Regions from separate parts of the Mus musculus genome. Here region 2 is linked to region 1. Evidence: chromatin contacts called from public HiChIP or PLAC-seq data. All regions are on one chromosome and are shown on one strand. The core of a region is the stretch at or near the end of the contact, and the rest is flanking DNA. Distances in the headings are between cores, read along the strand shown.

Region 1 (4,770 bases), core at 1,285-3,784:
GGCATGAAGAGAAAAGCACATCACTGCGTAAGACTTCAGAAGAGTCTAGTCAGGCATGGTGGTTGTATGCCTTTAGTCCTAGCATTTGGGAGGCAGAAGCAGGTGGATCTCTAGGGTAGTGCTGCCTAATATGGTAACCACTGGCCACATGCTGTTTAAATATGAATTAATATTTAAAAAGCCGGGCGTGGTGGCGCACGCCTTTAATCCCAGCACTCGAGAGGCAGAGGCAGGCGGATTTCTGAGTTCAAGGCCAGCCTGGTCTACAAAGTGAGTTCCAGGACAGCCAGGGCTATACAGAAAAACCCTGTCTCGAAAAACCAAAAAAAAAAAAAAAAAAAAAAAAAAAAAAAAAGAATTAAAATTTAAGTAAAGACTCAGTTCTTCAGTCATCCTACCTTGAGTGCCCTAGTAGCTCATATGTGGCTAGAGACTTCTGAACAGCAGGGGGCAGGGGTTAGCAAAGTCATTCCAATTCCATAAGGGTCAGACAGCAAATGGCTTTGGTTTTATAAACCATTCAGCTGTGCTGTGGTACTGCAAATACACCCATAGATAATGTGAGCAAGAAAGCTTGGCTACAGCCAGGGAAACTGTTTGTAGACACTTTTTTGAGACAGTCTGTGTAACCCAGTTCAAGCCCAGGCCTAGCCTTAAGTTTTAGATCTCTAGCGTCAAGCTCCCAAGTGCTGGAGTCTGTACCACCACACCAGATTCTTATAACTTTTGTGTTGTAAAATATCTTCTTTTATTTAAATATTGTTAAAATGTAAAAATTAGTTTTTAACTTACAGGATTTACCAAAACGTGGTAGTGAATCTGATTTGTTCTTTGGGCTACTAGTTTGCCAATTCTTGCTCTCGAGATACAAGAAGTCAAAACTTGAGATTCTCTTACTGTCTTATACATTAGATCCTTGTCTTTAGTCAGAGTCAGCTAACTGTGATTAAAAGCTAAGTAGAACTGTTTCCTTGTCCCCTAACTGTTTTAGTCTAGTGCTACAATGTTTAACCCTTCATTAAATCACAGAGATATGGAACACTAAACCCTGTTTTTCCTTTCTGTTTAAGCCCTCATTTTGTAATATAGAGTATAGATTGGTAAGTTGGCCGCCACTCTGAGTCATCAGTTCTGTCCCTTTACTATCCAATAAAACTATCTATGGACCAAGAGGGAATTACTTTTTCCTAGACTAGATGGGCTTGGGCTTAGCGTTCATCTTTAAGCTGTCAGCTCTCCCACCCTCCTTTTCTTTCTGTGAAGATAGCAAAGTTATGACTCACTCGATCTCTAAGTCACATGCTACTGTGAATGGCACCAGTGAAGAGTGCCCTTAGGATAAGAGAATAAAGGTAACTGCATAGCTGAATAAAATGGTCTCAGACACAGGAAGGGCATGATGGGGGTTCTTGAGAATTGGATAAACATTGGTTTGCTATGGTAGGAGGTGGAAGTCTTAGGTCATGAAGCAGTTTCGTAAGCAACTGGTGGGAGGGCTCAATTTCACAAGAACAGAATGTCTGCTGTGTAGATGGTGTGCTGGGCAACCTTAAGATAGGTAACAGATTTAAAAGTCACAATCTATAGTGACAGAATGGTGAGATGGAGTGCAGAAACGGGCTCAAGGTTAAAAAGCAGTAAGATTTAGTGATACTGGATGTTGAGGTGGAAAGGGACACAGGTACTCTAGAGGAAAACAAACGATAATCAAAGAAAAACTGAAGACATTGAATAAAAAAGGAGTTTGAGGGCCAGTGAGATGGCTCAGTGGGTAAAGATGCGCGCTGCTAAGCCTAAGGATCTAAGTTTGATCCCTAAAACCAAATGGTGGAGGGAACGACTCCTGCAAATTGTCGGCTGACCTGCAAACGTGCGCCACGACACGTGTCCTGTCCCCCCCAACCCCCACCCTAAATTCTTTACTTAAAATAGTTTGCCGAACTAAGCGGCAAAATGGATGAGACAGTTAAGAGCTGTGCACTTGTCTTCTGTTCTTTGTAGAAAGGTTCATGTTCAGATCCCATGATCTTTCCTCTTTCCACGATAGAAAACATCTGTATTTAAGAGCTAACGCTTCTCCAGAGACTTTTCGGTGAGAAGTCTTATCCAGCCAGGAATCTGCACGAGGAGAGAGCATTGGGTTCAAACTGTCCAGCCCGGTCTTCTGAGCTTATCTTAGTTTCGACCCGCCCGCCAGGTTTTCCAGCATTCTTTTCTCAGGGCTCGCAGCTACCGCGCATTTAGAGACCCAGGACTTAGCTCCTGCATCCAGGTTCCGGGTTTCCTCGTGCACTCGCCCGCTCCAGACTCCATAGCGCACGGAATCCGGATCCGAGAGCACGAGAATCCAGTGTCCAGGTCTTCCAGGCTGCCCTGGTTGTCCCGGATCGCGGCGGCGGCGGCGGCGGTGGCGGCGGCGGCGGCGGCGGCGGCGGCAGCTGAGGGACCCGCAGCCCCGGACACAGCGGCCCCGGCCAGGCGGGGCGGAGCGGCGCGGGGAGGGGCGGAGAGCCGGGGCGGGGAGGGGGAGGGGCCGCGGCCCAGATGGCGGCCCGGGACGCGTAGCAGTGGTGGCTCTGCGGCCCGGGGCCCCGGGCGGGCGGAGGTGGCGGCTCCCGGGACCGGCCGCGCGGTGAGTCTAAGCTTTGTGTGGAGCCGGGGCTGGGAGGGGGAGGCGACTCTGGGGGAGGCCCGGCGCCGAGGGGCGCGGAGGGCGCCGGAGCAGCGGCGCCCGGCGGAGGAAGTGGGGGTTGGGGGGGCCGGGGCGGAGCGAGGGGAAGGTGTGTGCGGGGAAAGCGGGGTCGTTGCGTGGGTGGGGGAGGGGGCCTGAGGTGAAGTTCAAAGCATGGCCCGGGCGGTTCGGGCTGAGGGTGGCGGTGCCCGGGATAGTCTCTGATTTGGCCAGGTGGTAGGGGCAGGCCAGAGAGTTTTCGGAGGCTCTGCCGAGGGAGCCCCGGGGCGACTGGGGCTCGTTAGGGACTCAGGGGAGCGTCGGGAGCGGAGGGTTGAAAGCAGGACGTGTGCGCGACCCGGGAAAGGAGAGCAAGGTGGCTGGGAGCGTGCAGGCAGTAGGTTGTGGGTGTGTGCGCCTTTCCAGTCTTAGGTCACATTTTACTCCTGTCCTTTTCTTCAAGATGGAGGGATCCCTAGGCCTGGACTTTAAACTGCTGTCCCTGTATCCCCGGGAGGGTTTGAGACCCTGTCCTGTTTGGAAACCCCATGCTGCCCTCTTTTCCCTTTATGTGTAATTACGGTTGGATCATCTCTCTGCTTGGTTCAGATTCTCCTTCCTCCCTCTGGGGCTGAGGAGGAGGAGACACATCTGACCAATTAATGTGTGTTTGTGAAACAGGCAGCGGCAAACAGTCATTTCGGCTTCTAGGAATTAGGCTCACACAGGGTGGAGAGAGCAGAGCCCTTCAGGGGGAATATTTCTGAACAAATCACAGATGATTAAATTCTCTCAGAAACCGCTTCCTACCTAAATGAGAGTGGGAAAGATGGGGGAGAAAGCCTGTCTGTTTCCAGCCATGTGTCCAGAGCCCCAGGGGTTGAGGAGAGTCCCTAAGCCCCCACAGGCCTCTCTTTTCTGTATTAGGCTTTGCTCTGCAGCCTTGAGTTAATTTCACCCCTGCTGCTTTGTCTTGGGGGAGGGAGTGCTGGTTTAGGCTGTTGTGAGAGATGACTGTTCTGCTGCCACACAATAGTCGTGTCATTTTATCGGGAGTGCTACCCCAGGGCTGAGAACTGTTGCAGCAGAGATAAACCGGTCCCTCTCACTCGCCTATTGTGTACACAGTGAAGGTCATAGGTTCAAGTCTTGTCTGAGAGCTTTGGATATGCTCCATCTCCCAGGCTCCTCAGTGCCATTTTCTTCCTTTTCCAGACTGGGGCTTGCCATTGGAAGAGGCCAGACAGAAAGGCTCTTCTTTTTGAGTGAGGAACAATGCAGGGCTCACTGGCACACATTTTTCAGAAGAATAGAGGATGCCAGCCATGTTGTGCCTGCCTCTGGTTAGCCTGTAACTAAGTTGTGAAGGAATAGCGTCTGGGACACGCCACCCTCATGCTTTGTGGCAGACCTTTGAGGAAGGTGACTGTGAAGAAGGTTCTGTACTTGCATAAAACATTGTATTTAAATGTCTCTGTATAGAAATGGGAGTCTCCTGCAGTTATTTTTGTTTGTTCTCTTAGGAACACCACTAAAGGCCTGTATATGAGTAAGATAGGGGAGTCCAGGACCAAGTGCCCCCTCCCCCAATAGGGACTCATTAGTTGCCCAGGCTGGTCTCTAACTCAAAATCATTCCTGGGCAGTGCTAGCAATTACAGGCATGCACCTATGCCCTGCACCCTGTTCCCTTTTTAAATGGTGACTTCCTGGTGAATAATTACATAATAATAACAACAACAAAAAGCTGCTCAATTTGCCCAAGACAAGTTTTGAAAACAAAACTTGCCTTTTATAATTCAGTATTTAATGAGAGAAGATGATTCAGGTATTATGGAGAGAAATTTGCCACAGAGAGGAACTGCTAAAAATCTTTTGGATCTGGTATTAGAGAAGGATAGGAAGAATCAGGTCCTTGACTGTGTTATGAAAGTCTCCAAGCAGTATTTTGGTACCATTAAGTCTCTCACATCAATTACATATATAATCAATTATAGCTAATGTAATTGTATTACAAGTGTAATTACAAATGTAACAATTACCTATAGATAGGACTAGAAAAGATGTTTTCATGGAAGACTTTAAAGACGTCTTTTTTTT
Region 2 (4,770 bases), core at 1,689-4,188, 250 kb after region 1:
CTCTCACTGAAAGGCCCCAGTGCAGGCTAAAGAAATAACTGTAACTTTATAGCAAAGGGCAGTATCATGTGATACTAAAAAGATCCCTGCCTCCCTCTCTGTCCCCCACACTTAGGATCCTTTCTCTCCAAGCTTTTGCCTTCCTTCTTCTGTAGTTGAATCTTGTGAAGAAAGTGTGGTTAGAAGAGACGAATGAGGAAAGATTTTATGATTTTGTAGCTTCCAGAGCACAAATCAGGCACTGCAGCTCTGGTCTCTCTTCTCCAAACTTCCTGATGCTGAGGTAGAAGCCAGCCAAGCCACACTGTGACAGCCCCAAACAGTAGGACCTCACCTTGAACTGCTTCCTTACCTTGCTTGGTGCTCTCCCTTCTCCTCTCTGCTGCCCCCACGATTTGGGGGTCCAGTTGAAAACCTACACCCTATCTTTGATTTCCCTCCTTACCTACCGTTAAAACTTTATCTTCCTCCAAAATGTATACAGTCTGTTAATGTCCTCCCATTCTCATTCCACACCACAGCATGCTGTCATCTCGTCTTAGTTAGGGTTTTACTGCTGTGAACAGACACAGGACCAAGGTAACTCTTATAAAAAACAACATTTAATTGGGGCTGGCTTATAGATTCAGAGGTTCAGCCCATTATCATCAAGGCAGGAACATGGCAGCATCCTGGCAGGCACAGTGCAGGAGGAGCTGAGAGTTCTACATCTTCATCTGAAGGCTGCTAGCAGAATACTCACGGGGCTGATGAGATGGCTCAGTGGGTAAGAACACCCGACTGCTCTTCCGAAGGTCTGTAGTTCAAATCCCAGCAACCACATGGTGGCTCACAACCATCCGTAACGAGATCTGACTCCCTCTTCTGGAGTGTCTGAAGACAGCTACAGTGTACTTACATATAATCAATAAATAAATCTTTAAAAAAAGAATACTCACTTCCAGGCAGCTACCATGAGGGTCTTAAAGCCCATGCCCACAGTGACACACCTACTCCAACAAGGCCACAACTCCAAATAGTGCCACTCCCTGGGCCAAGCATATTCAAACCATGACACACCTCTACCCGAAATCACAGCAATAGATGGCTAGTTTCACTCTAATTATAAGCTGTTCTCCAAACAGCAAGAGATGGGGCTTGCTTGTTTGTTTCATTAGTTGGTTTTTAGAGATGGGGCTTCTCTGAGTAGCTTTGGCTGTTCTGGAACTCACTCTGTAGACCAGGCTGGCCTGGTCTCATAGAACTCACAGAAATCTGCCTGCCTCTGCCTCCTGAGTTGTACAAGTGGGATTTTATTTTGAGTTGTTTATCTTCCTGTCCAAGGAACTCTGTGCAGGATGGAATGTTTCAATCTTGGAGGAAACTGTTATTCAACACTGTGGCCCTGGCACACTGTTTTCTATATCCTTAAAAAAAACTAATTTGCCGGGCATGGTGGCACACACCTTTAATCCCAGCACTCAGGAGGCAGAGGCAGGCGAATTTCTGAGTTCGAGGCCAGCCTGGTCTACAGAGTGAGTTCCAGGACAGCCAGGGCTACACAGAGAAACCCTGTCTGGAAAAACCAAAAAAAAAAAAAATTATTTTATGTATATGAGTGTTTTTTCTGCAGTTATGTCTGTGCACCACTTACATCCCTGGTACACGAGGAAGCCAGAAGAGAACCTCGGATCGTCTGGAACTGGAGTTCCAGACAGTTGTGAGCCACGATGTGGGTGCTGAGAATCAAAGCCAGGTCCTCTGGAAGAGCAGCAAGTGTTCCTAACCAATAGGTCATCTCACAACCCCTCTCCACCCTTTAGGTGTAAGGACCAGTTCCAGGCACGAGGGGCAGTGTGTTCCATCCTCTTTCACGTTGAACTGAAAAGGACCTGAGCCCAAAGGCCAGCAGAGGGCAGTGAAAGAGAAGTTTGGTCAACTGATGTAGCTGAGGTTAGGTCACCCAGAGTCAAAACAGATCATCATTAATCTATCCCACAAGCACAAAATTCTGGGTGCTGTAGCATGCAGCACACCTGACTAGGAAAGATAGTGTGTGTGTGTGTGTGTGTGTGTGTGTGTGTGCGCGCGCGCGCGGGATGCTGGAGGTTTGGCTGTGACAGTCACTCTCCGAGCCTGTTTCTTCAAAATAAAAATAAAAGTACATGGTAGAACTTAAAGGGTTTCTTCACTCTCTAGCAACGTGGTCAGGTCAGGGCCGAAGGGAGTTAGGGTGATGGAGTCGGCTCACAACATGAGAACCAGAAAGGGGTTGAACGAGGGAAAGGAGAGCACAGAGTTTGGGATTTCAGAGACCCTCTATTAAGGAACCGAGTCCAAACTTGATTCTGGTCATAAATTCCAAGCTCATGGCCGGCCCCACCCTGAAGTTCCACAGACCGAAGACCATAGCCACTACTTCAAATTGGGGGAAGAAAGGGGACGAGCCTCTTTGTGTACTCATTTCTGAACTGCCCTGGCAGCTGGATCCAGTCCCCCGCAACCCAGGCCCACTGGGTTAGGCAACCTCAAAGGCATCAGCTACCCACTGCCTCCCGGGCTTGCTTGGTCAGCCGCGCCCCCGCCCCGCCCCGCCCCGCCCCCGCCCTGCCCCACCCCGCCAGCATCCCTCGCCTCCGCCTCTGGGCCGGAAGCCCCCTCCCCCTCCGTATCCCCCACCTCCCTAGCCTCTACCCCCTCCCAGTCCTTCTCCCTGCTTTGGTCCGGGAAACCTCTCTCCGCCCTCTTCCTGCTACTTCAGCTCCGCCTAGGTTCTTCCGTCCATTCCCGGAGCTGAAGACAGGCCCCGCCCAGGATCCGCCCTGGCCCCGCCCCTGAACCCCCCACCCGGCCATGCTCCTCACCCAGCTGCGGGCGGGGGCTTGGAGGCCGCTGTATCCCTCCCTGGCCCCGCCCCCAGCCCCCGGAAGCCCCTCCCCGGCTCCAGCCCCGCCCCCCGAAGTTTCTTGGGCCCCGGGCGCCCGGCGGGACAGAAGACAGCAAGCCGCCGCCCGGCTGCGCGTAGATGGAGCAAGCGGAGCCCGCGCAACGCGGGCAGCAGTAAGCGGCGAAGCCGCCGGACCTTGCAAACTCGCCATGGAGGAGGAGGTGAGGGCGAGGGCTGGGCCAGACGGAACAAGAGTGCTGGGCTCGGGTGCTGCCCGTCCTACTTCCACGGGTCTTTCTGCACAGTCCTTCCCTTCAAGCAGAACCTGGACCAATGGGGTAGGGGCGGGATGGAGGTCTCGTCTGCATCCCGCCGACAGCATCCTCAGTTATGTTTTGGGCGTTTCTTACCAACTGGAAACAGTGCCTGTCATGGTTCCCATTGGATTGATGGGGAGACTGAGGCTCTGGAGAGTTGGGTGACTTGCTGAAAGTAGACAGGGTTGCTGTGCTTGAATCCCGTTACACCCTTTCTTGGCTTTCTTTGCCTGCCTCAGCCAGGTCTGCTTCTGAGGTGTGTGTTAGGGGAGGGAAGTTCTTCAGGGTCCTGGGTCACTGTTTTCAAGAAATCTGAGATTGTAACGGAGCCTGATGGCAGGAACGAAGAAATTGCTTTTGTCTTCCTTGTGTAAATATCTCAGAGTTCCCAGTGCTCTTGAGCTGTGTCTATCAGAGGATGTTAGTTGAAGGGTCAGGTCAACTGAGTCTCCCGGTAGCAAGGACTGGATCAGCAACGTCCCTTGGGCCTCCTCTGCCCTCTGCATACAAACTAGATTTTGGCCACATTCTCGTTATCCAAGTATTCAGTATACAGCAGTCACTTATTGCACGAGTAAGAAGACATTCTTATCCCTTGAAGGGCGGGGAAGAAGATGAAGCCTTCCCTCCTGTAGCCACCCAGGCCAGCTGGGGAGCCTTCAGTGAGCTCAGCCATCCGTATTCCTGTCAGTGAGCACTTGCGTATTTCCTGGAGTCACTGCAAGGCTGGCTGTTCCCTCTAGGCTAGACCCCGAGTTTCTGTGAGGTGGTAGATAAGTCACTTCCCCTCTCAGCCCGGGTTTCCTCTTCTATGAAACACAGGGCCTACCCTCCTCCGCTAGACCTAACTGTGGTCCCTGCACTCAGAGTGGGTACAGGTAGGGGTCAAAGTCAGGCCACTATGTTTTGCTGTGGTTTCTTTCCTTGCTGTCATGGCGGCTGCCTGCCCTCGGTTCCACTCCTGCAATGGCTGTGCTCTCTGTCCAAAGCCCCTCCCCGTGCTCCCAGAGGATGTGGGTCAGAATTACTCCATCTCCTGATCTGCTTTGGTCCCCAGTTAAAGGAAGTTCTCCTGGGGCTTCCTGGGCTCAGCAAAGTCAGCCCTGTTCTCCCTCTGGTCCCTAATCTCTAACATGGCTACTTTGTGACTCCCAGATATCAAAAACTCCTGAAGTATCTGGGTCATTAAAGTCTTGTCCATGTTCCTTCCTCCCTTGAACTCCCAGGTCTCACCCACACAGTCAGGGTATCTCTGTGCCTGTCCTTTCTTTGGTACCCCTGACTCTTGTCGATTCCTGCTGATAGAGTTCACGTGTTCGCCTGTGTCTCTGTATCCATCCATCTCTAAAACACCTCTTAATCATGGTTACTTATCTGCCCTTGACCTCAGGCTACCTCATCTCCCTTCACATAATTGTCTTCAGCCTTCCTGCTTTGCACTTCCTGGATGCCAGCCACCCCTGAGGCCAGCCTCCCTTAGCCTCTGTATAGGATATAGGATGGTTGGTCCCTGTCAGGCTGAGGCTTGGAGGAGAGCTAGTTTGGGTTCGAGCATCTGCCTACCTGCGTTTTCTGGTCCTCATTTTC

What was found. HiChIP or PLAC-seq counts read pairs in DNA pulled down with a chosen protein or histone mark.
Region 2: a contact with region 1 is called in an HNF4G HiChIP or PLAC-seq map of pancreatic cancer cells. The contact joins the promoter of Plekho2 here to the promoter of Zfp609 in region 1. A contact is called at or near these places in 8 of 39 promoter capture datasets (3T3-L1-derived adipocytes, the C10 cell line, the SN4741 cell line and 5 more), 3 of 484 Hi-C or Micro-C datasets (CD8 T cells, Th1 cells and embryonic stem cells), 17 of 115 datasets of contacts at active chromatin or transcription factors (the 230-238 cell line, the SCID.adh cell line, cardiomyocytes and 12 more) and 4 of 9 other capture datasets (adipose tissue, liver, macrophages and 1 more).

What each region holds. Positions count from the first base shown.
Region 1 is chr9:65,825,328-65,830,097 of GRCm38.p6, reverse strand. Zfp609 (zinc finger protein 609) reads left to right here and starts at 2,534. Exons shown (of 10, transcript NM_172536.3): 1 at 2,534-2,632. Trip4 (thyroid hormone receptor interactor 4) reads left to right here. Exons shown (of 14, transcript NM_001357872.1): 14 at 1-1,171.
Region 2 is chr9:65,578,255-65,583,024 of GRCm38.p6, reverse strand. It overlaps Plekho2 (pleckstrin homology domain containing, family O member 2), which reads left to right and starts at 2,938. Exons shown (of 6, transcript NM_153119.3): 1 at 2,938-3,087. The coding sequence starts at 3,076.